3 separate regions of the Mus musculus genome follow, and all the other regions are linked to region 2. The links are chromatin contacts, called in public HiChIP or PLAC-seq maps. All regions are on one chromosome and are shown on one strand. Each heading gives the region's core, a stretch centred on a gene start, on an enhancer-like site or on the middle of the called end of the contact. The rest is flanking DNA. Distances are from core to core; before and after follow the strand shown. Region 1 overlaps Dnmbp (dynamin binding protein). Region 2 overlaps Entpd7 (ectonucleoside triphosphate diphosphohydrolase 7). Region 3 overlaps Got1 (glutamic-oxaloacetic transaminase 1, soluble).

What was found. HiChIP or PLAC-seq counts read pairs in DNA pulled down with a chosen protein or histone mark.
Region 1: a contact with region 2 is called in an HNF4G HiChIP or PLAC-seq map of pancreatic cancer cells. The contact joins two enhancer-like sites. A contact is called at or near these places in 2 of 115 datasets of contacts at active chromatin or transcription factors (bone marrow-derived macrophages and pancreatic cancer cells) and 2 of 9 other capture datasets (liver and pancreatic islet).
Region 3: a contact with region 2 is called in an HNF4G HiChIP or PLAC-seq map of pancreatic cancer cells. The contact joins two enhancer-like sites. A contact is called at or near these places in 1 of 115 datasets of contacts at active chromatin or transcription factors (pancreatic cancer cells) and 4 of 9 other capture datasets (adipose tissue, embryonic stem cells, liver and 1 more).

What each region holds. Positions count from the first base shown.
Region 1 is chr19:43,929,264-43,931,963 of GRCm38.p6, reverse strand. All of the region lies in intron 1 of Dnmbp (dynamin binding protein), which reads left to right. Among named protein-coding and RNA genes, the nearest start is that of Dnmbp, 9.6 kb to the left of the region's middle. Within about 2 kb of position 1,288, at least 46 of the 459 cell types and tissues checked have an H3K27ac peak or open chromatin away from gene starts, as enhancers often do. A contact at or near this core is called in bone marrow-derived macrophages and pancreatic cancer cells, where this site is marked.
Region 2 is chr19:43,710,165-43,712,864 of GRCm38.p6, reverse strand. It overlaps Entpd7 (ectonucleoside triphosphate diphosphohydrolase 7), which reads right to left. Exons shown (of 13, transcript NM_053103.5): 6 at 1,027-1,130. Among named protein-coding and RNA genes, the nearest start is that of Entpd7, 22 kb to the right of the region's middle. Within about 2 kb of position 1,449, at least 125 of the 459 cell types and tissues checked have an H3K27ac peak or open chromatin away from gene starts, as enhancers often do. A contact at or near this core is called in adipose tissue, bone marrow-derived macrophages and pancreatic cancer cells, where this site is marked.
Region 3 is chr19:43,497,757-43,500,456 of GRCm38.p6, reverse strand. Got1 (glutamic-oxaloacetic transaminase 1, soluble) reads left to right here. Exons shown (of 9, transcript NM_010324.2): 9 at 1-705. The coding sequence ends at 39. Among named protein-coding and RNA genes, the nearest start is that of Got1, 25 kb to the left of the region's middle. Within about 2 kb of position 1,251, at least 88 of the 459 cell types and tissues checked have an H3K27ac peak or open chromatin away from gene starts, as enhancers often do. A contact at or near this core is called in adipose tissue and pancreatic cancer cells, where this site is marked.

The DNA.
Region 1 (2,700 bases), core at 39-2,538, 220 kb before region 2:
CGGAACACTCACAGAATTTGTCCTCTAGGAAACAAGATGGCGTCACTCCGGCGGCAAACCCAAATCCTGAGCCTGATGTCGAGTCGTTACTAGCATAAATAAGAGCCCCCCAGGATTTCTGTACTCTCCGTATATTAATGTATGGTCAAATCCCGAGGGTCTAATACTTCACAATGAGGCCACATTTTCCTTCTGCTGTTGAAAGTCAAAATCTAAATAGCTGTGTCCTGAAGGAGAGTCACGTATTATAACTGTAGTCGTCAGTGTGATCATCAATAAAGACACAAAAGAACTTACCCTGGTTCAGTTTCTACTCTAGGTATAACCCTTAAGGATCTCCTAAGACATACTGCAGTTATTTAACACGTGGACATAGGTGGCCTTCAGTGACAGCTGCTGGGCACTTAGTTACCACTGTCCCTGCTTTCCCACTTTAAACCAGTATTTTCCCCCTAATTCGTGTGTGTGTATAAAATTGTTATTATTATACATAGAAAGTTTGTAAAATATAGAAAAGCAAATCCCTATAGCCCCAGCTTTGGTGCCAGCCTGTTAACTGACTATTTCTATGCTGTGGAGGAGGGGATGCGCTTAACCCCGTGGTTCCAGAGCCTTCCTCCTTGTACAGGGTTAGGCCATTAGCTCACTTTGGTCTCACCTTGGTCCTCTGGGAAGGATGGAGGAGGGTAACAGGCTGTAATTAGCTTTAGGCGTGGGGAGAAGTCTGCTGGTCCCTTGGACCAGACTGAGCCTGAAGGCGCCACAACGTACTGAGCCCCGAACCCCAAATGAATCATCACAGCTGAACTCGGAACATTTGTGGTCTGGACCCCAGTGGAGCAGGTCCCAGCCCCGGAAGCAGGGAGGCACTTATAGGATGATGTAATGTTCTTTAGCACAGGTTTAGACCCTCCTTTTTCTCCCCCTTCAGATCACAGTTTCCCCTTTCACAAAATAAATAAATGGAGTGAAGAAAATAGCTTGTTCTTTTTTTTTTTTCTTTTTCCTTTTTTTTTCTTTTTTTTTTTTAAGTAAAGGTCTCATTGTGTAACCCTGGCCTCTGGCCTGGAGCTTGCTATGAAGATCCTGCCGGCCTAGGAATTTCAAAGATCCTCCTGCCTCAGCCTCCCAAGTGCTGGAATTACAGTGTGCAGCAGCAGCAGCACACCTGTTTTCTCTTGACACTGAAATAAACCTCCACCATAATTGTTTTGTTTCCCTAATCTCTGCTTGCCCCGTGGTCTGTGCTTTGGACATGTGATCATATAAATAGCAGGAAGTGAGCTAATTCCTAAGTTAACGTTCCTAGCATCAGCATGTTCAATTCCACACAGCTGTACTTCCTCCTTATGCCCATCCCTGGATCCTGACCGGCTGGAATGTGTCCCCAGTTTGCATAACCCTTGCCACCGTCTGGAATACAGCCGACACCTTACTCAGCCCTTCAATAAATACCCAGGCACCTCACTGTGCCCCTTCAAACGAATCCATCTTATGGCCCAGACAGGAAGCCTGCAGGAGTGGGGGGATGAGAAAGTACACTTCTCTGCCTCCTTCCGATTCTCTGGCAGGGTGGGGGAGTGGAATCCCATTTGCTCCCTGACAGTGTGAGCAGAGTCTAGCACCCTGTCCACCCAGGTAGGCTCTGCCTTTGTGCCAGCCTCTGCTTGGGGGGTGGGGGTCTGGGCATGAGGGTGAGGAGGGCGTGATGTGTTTTTTCCGGAGGCAGAGTGAGGATCTGGGATGCTGACAGCTATGATGGGAGCCGACCAGGGGAGAACGCCTGGTGCTGACCTCCAGCCATGGGGTCTGGGCCCCGTGCACGCCAGGCAGGCATTGTTCTCATGCTGCTGCTGCTGTGATTCTTTCAGCACAAATGAGCCTGCCCCCGTCAGCAGAAAAAGTTGCAATGGATGTGCCGAGTTGTACCTCACTCCCCAGCCTCACACCCGTGACCTCCCTTTTCTGGTTTGTTCTCTCCTCCCATCTCTAGTAAAGTAGACACTTTGTTGCCCTTTCTGTTGTTTCTGAACAATAAGTAGTGTTCTGGATCTGGCTCTGCGCTGTCAGGTCGCTGTAGTACCTCATTGGCCAGACCTCCTATTCAAAGCACAGGGTGGGATAGTTGACTGACAGCTGCTACAAGGATGGGATAATGCTGTCCTGAGGCCAGCGCTGTGGGGAGACCTTATCTTCAATATAACTAATGTAATATACTATACCAGCAGTGAGCGGGTTAGCCATTTACATGAGCGCCTGGCTCGTGGAGTCTCCAGGATGATCACAGGTGGAAAGTAACGCTTTAGCCCTCAGTCTAATGTGGCGAAGCTCGATATTCTCGGTAAGGAACCTTATGTAAAGGTCTGTGGCCGACAGTAACTGAACTCTACCCAGCCTTCAACTCATGGCGGTCCTTCTGCCTCAGCTTCCCAAGTGCTAGGATTATAGTCACACGCAATCGTTTTTTAATGAACTAATTATGCATGTGTACTTGTGTGGCTCTTGGGGGCTCCCCTGTACCATGGTGCACTTTTGGAGGTCCAAGGACAAGCTTCAGGCGCTGGGCTTTGCCCTTCTTCCGGCTTGTTCAAGGCAGTCTCCCTGCTGCTGCATAACCTGGGCTCGACCACCTGCCAGCTCCTGGAGAATCTTTCGTCTCTGACTTCTGCCTCCCTGGTGATACGTGCTAGGGTACAGATG
Region 2 (2,700 bases), core at 200-2,699:
GCTTGGTTGGCTACTCAGCAAGCTCCAGTCATTCCCCTGTCTCTGCCTCCCCAACTCTGGGATTACAGGTGTGTGTTGCCACACCTGGCTTTTTATGTGAGTGCTGAGGGATCTAACTCAGGTCCGCACGCTTGTGTGGCAAGTCCTTTACCAACTGAGCCATCTCCCCAGGCCCAAGGTCACCTTCTTTCAAAAACTGGGGCTAACTGGGCACAGTGGTGCATGCCTGTAATCTCAGAGAAGTAGCGGAGACAGGAGGATTGCCAGCCAGCAAGTTCTTGGGCTACACAGTGAGACCCTGTCTCAAAGACAGAAAAGAAGTGGTAGCAAATTATTACTTTGGGTGTGTCTGGGCCACATGAGAATATCAATACAGTGGTGTATTAAGGAAGAAAGAGAACTGCACAGTAATTGCAATAAAAGGAAAACCCAAAACAACAGTACCTCAGCCTGATCACTCCTTGAGTTAAGGTCTCCCCACACCTTAAAGTAATAACTTGTTTCACACTTAAATGTAAACTATCCATAACTCCTAGGGCTGTTTGTTCCAAAAGTGCAACTAGCTAATCAAAGGTCCGTTTGGAATCATTAAATACTAAGCAGGGTGCTCAGTACTGTTAAATCCAGATATGTGTGACCTCTAGATGCAGCCATGTGAAACAGATCACTCGTGCAGAATGTGCAAAAAGACCATGCAAGCTGGGCAGTGGTGGCGCACGCCTTTACTCCCAGCACTTGGGAGGTAGAGGGAGGCGGATTTCTGAGTTTGAGGCCAGCCTGGTCTACAGAGTGAGTTCCAGGACAGCCAGGGCTATACAGAGAAACCCTGTCTCAAAAAAAACAAAACAAACAAACAAAAAAAAGACCATGCAGCTGAACCAAGCCAATCCTTGAGGTGCACAGAGAAATCCCAAACACCTGCTGAGGAGCCCCAGCTCCGCCCCGCCCAGCCCCGCCCTGCCCCACCCCGCCCAGCCCCGCCCAGCCCCGCCCTGCCCCACCCCGCCCAGCCCCCCCGCTCAGTACCTTCCTGTTTCCCAGAGATCACTTCGGCCTGAGACTGTGAAAAGAGGAAGTCAAACTCCAACGGCAAATCTTTCACTAAATCTGCCAAGATAGCCAACTGTTGCCTGAGGAAGAGAAAAAAAGAAAAAGAAAAAAAAAAAATCCCCAAGTTAATTATTAACCACCTTTTCACCTGCCACCAAGGTGGCCCCTGAGGCTAGGGTAGAAAGAGTGCTTGAGCCCAGCAGCGGAGGGCTAGCCTGGGGAACATAGTGAGTCCCCATCTCTTAAGCAAAATGAAAACCTCTTCTCACAAACGCCTTCCGTTTAGTCTTGTTATGATGCCGCTCCATCTACCGCGTGCCCTTGTCTAACTCTGCGCCCTTTTGGTTCCTAGTTTGTCTTCAGAGGTTCAAACTGCATGCAAAGAGCAGGCTCCTATACAAAAGGCAACGCCCTTTAAATACTGCCTAGCTCAGCGTTGAGCGAGGAGCACATGGCTTCATACCTCTGGGAGAGGATGAGTAAGTCAGGAAATCACAGATCCACGGTCCATAAAATACAACTACATTATTCCTAACCACTGTGATAGCAAGACGTCAATTACAGAACACAAACTCGCCCTCAGAGCTTACACAATACAGACAATGCCTCGTGACTACACAGTCTATAATGGGAGTCCCACAGGCTTTGACATAATCTTTTATGTAAGCTAACGATTAACTTTTTAATCTCCTTTTCCACGTTTCAAGGGTTGACTTTTTTCTGTATAAAAACCTTATCATTTGAAAAACCCAGATGAGGTTCAAAACCCAAAGTTCGTAAGAATTTTCATTTCAAGGGTGTGACATTTGAAACTTAGTACCTATGTAGTACTTTTGTTTCTTCTGAGATTTTAAATGCTTCCCTGGGATTATTAGACAAAGTAAAAATAAATAAAGCAAAGGATAATAATGTGAGTCCAAGGAAAATGTTAGTTAAAAATGAGACCAGCAGTCATCTCAGATTTGTACTGGGTGTGTGTGCGAGTGTGTGTGTGTGTGCGAGTGTGTGTGTGTGTGTGTGTGTGTAAGCCAGGAGTTGGCACTGGTGTCTTTCTCAACTAGTCTCTTCCTTTCCAAAAACATTAGATTTACTCATTTTATGCGTGGTTTGCCTACTCGTATATATGTACCACATGCAAGCTTGGGCCTGTAGAAGTCAGAAGAGGACATCAGATCCCCTGGGGCTAAAGTTACAGATGTCTGTGAACCACTATGTGTGTGTCAGGAATAGAACCCAGGTCTTAAACAAGAACAACAAGTGCTCCTAACCAGTGAGCCACCTCTCCAGCCCTCTACACTAGCCTGGGTCTTTTCAGTGAACCTGGAACCTTCTGGTTTGGTTAGACTGGCTGCGGAACAGAGCAGAGCCCTGGGTTACAGAGAAGACTCTCTGTCCCGGCTTCTTTCCAAGCACTTTTATATTGAAATGTCCTACAGTTAAGAAAAAAAAAGAGTCTCACCAACATGACTTCCAAACCATGAACTGAGCAGGGGTAATACCAATGAGCATGCCAAAGCGGACAGGGAAAAGGCCACAGGTCTCAGCCCAACACAAAGGGGTACAGGCAACCAAGGGAAATGGAGAGCAGGAAAGGTGGTCTTCCGCAGGGAAGAGAACACCAGTTGGCTGTCCGATGCCAAATGGTCAGCC
Region 3 (2,700 bases), core at 2-2,501, 210 kb after region 2:
GCTACCTCCATCCATGAAGCCGTCACCAAAATCCAGTGAAGAAACACCTCGTAGTTCACGCCACCAAAGCAGTTCTTGTCACACCTTTCCTGCCTGCGCAAACCTAGCTGTACCTAGCTGTACACGTCCTTTATTAGAGATGACCGAGGGGAAGCAGCTGCTGTTTAGCTGACCCCCCACATGAGAAGACGTTTCTTGAAATGAGCCCCGGGGGCTCTGGGGTTAGAGCCTGTTGGAAACCAGAGTAGATTAAAGTTATTTAAGAATAAAAAGAACTTTGGCTATGAGATGTAATCACCTTGCCTTCCTCTCTAGCATTCTGCAGGAGTGATGCCCACGGAGCCTTGGGCTTCTGCGTGTTGCCTGACTGTACAAAAGTCTAGTCTCAAAGATCAAGTTGGTCTGAGGAGCCGGATGTGACTGTGGGTGTTGGCTGGGGCATTAAAACTCATCATCGCCACCCATCTCTGTCTCTCGTCACCCTGATCTCCCCGCACGGTTGTGTCCCTGGTCTGGAACATTAGTTTTTTTAAGGCAACTGTGGCCAATATTTATATCATGACATACAAATGGATTTACGTATTTGACTGAAATGAAAGTTCCACTAAACGGTATTTGCTCTTGTGATATGTGGCACATTGTGATATTTTCTTAGTCTGTTCTGTTTTATTTAAAAAATAAAACTGCTGATCAAGACAAGTGAAATGGAGTTTGTGATCCATTCATGAGTTGCCACCCACAGTTTAGAATGAAGTCTTTAGAGGGGTTCACTGATGGCAAAGGTAAAGGAAAAAACAAAATGTGTTCATGAAACTGGAAGTTCAAGTAGGATCCAGGCTGTAAGTCCATGTTGCTTTTGTAGGTTTATCGTTCAGACACCAGCCATTTTCTTAAGAAACTAGGATGATATCATTTAGAGGGATTCTAGAATACCAGCTCTTTCCGTCACCGCTGGAGCTGCTATGTCCCTAGTGTATTGAAAACATTACAGCTGCTTAAACATCACAAGTTCCAGAGTCCCTGAACTCTGGGAAAAGGGTGGGTCTGGAAAAATTGGTAGGGCTATGCCTTACTTTAAGCAACAGAGTAACCACTTTTCAAAATATTTAAGAGTAGCTTTTCAGAATTTCCCAGGACTCCCTTGAGGTATAAAAATCCCACGATTTTTAAAGATGGTCGGCTCCAGAAGTCACCAGGTCTAGCCTGGCTACCGCAGTGAAACAGTCTGCTTGCTTCCTGTTGTCTCTGACTCACCCCCTTTCCTCTGGGTGTGGTACGGAATTCTTTCCAAGCTTACCAAGACACCCTGTTCTGTTAGTAGGGCCTTTTAGTTTAAAAAAAGACCTTTGACCTTGAGCCAGAATTTGGACTGTTGCTGTCATTCTGCCGTCATTCCTCATTCCTTTCTTTGAATCAGTCTGTTGGTACTGAAACAGTCTGGCTTCCTGCCTTCGGAGAGGAACGGTGGTTATCCCTGGTCTGGCTTTCCTTTGCAAAGCCCTCCGCCCTTGCAGATCCTACCATCTGGCTGGGCTGACTCTCTGTAGGTGCCCCAGGCTGCTGGGTGTGGACGAGGTAAAGGTTATTAGACGTTAGCTTGCAGCTTGTTTCCATTTGTATCCTTTATTGAGGTTTGTTCTTTCAGCTCTAGGATGCTGCCTTCCCTGGAAGAGTTTCTTGCATTCTCCCTAGGGGTGGCTTAAGCCATCAGACTCCAGTACCTCTGATGGGGACAGACTTGGTTGTTGTGAGCAAAAGAGCATTGCTTGTTGCTCTTGCAGAGGACTGGGGTTCTGTTTCTAGCACCCACATGAAACCACAACTGCCCGGAATTCCAGATCAAGGGGATCTGACGCCCTCTTCTGGCTTCCAGGGGTACCTACATATGCTAAGGCATACACATAAATAAATCTTAAAAAACAATTTTGATCAATGTGGCCCTCCAAAATGTCCTACCCAGTAACCACCCCCCACCTTTTTTTTTTTTTTTTTTTTTTTTGAGACAGGGTCTCTCTGTGTATCCCTGACTGTCCTGGAACTCACTCTGTAAACCAGGCTGGCCTTAAACTCAGAAATCTGCCTGCCTCTGCCTCCCGTGCTGGGATTAAAGGTGTGCGCCACCACTGACTGGCTCCCCAGTAAACTCTTACTAGGGCATACTTTTCTTGTTAGGGAAAGAGAATTTTTCTTCTAGTTTTTTATTTTTAAATTTATTTTATAAAAATTTATTTATTAGAAAAATTTCTAATTTTTCTTCTAGGGGGAGTGCCAAAACTATTTAAATTAAGGAAACAACTTTAAGTCTCAATGCCAGTACCAACATGCTAAAAAAGTTTTTAGTATTTTAAAGAAAAAAAAAAAAGATGAAGTGGGACAAATTGGTTAGCGTGTCCTGTACTGTGTCTGGGGTTCTGTGGATGTTTGGGGGACACTGCAAGAGCTCTCAGATGTGGGTGCATGGTAGACTTCAGAGGTGGGCAAACAGAAAACTCCAACTTGCCAAAACTTCAATCAAGTTGTCCAAAGGCATCAGCGCCTTTGAGAGGCAGTTTTGAGAAATGAGTTAAGCAGCCTTTATTACACCACCTGCTAAGTGTAGCCCAGAGAAAACAGCCTTTAGCGTATTAAGGAAAGAATAGCCCCGATTGGGTCTCCAGAGAAGAATCCTGTATTGTTCCAGCATAACCCTCTAATGGTCTT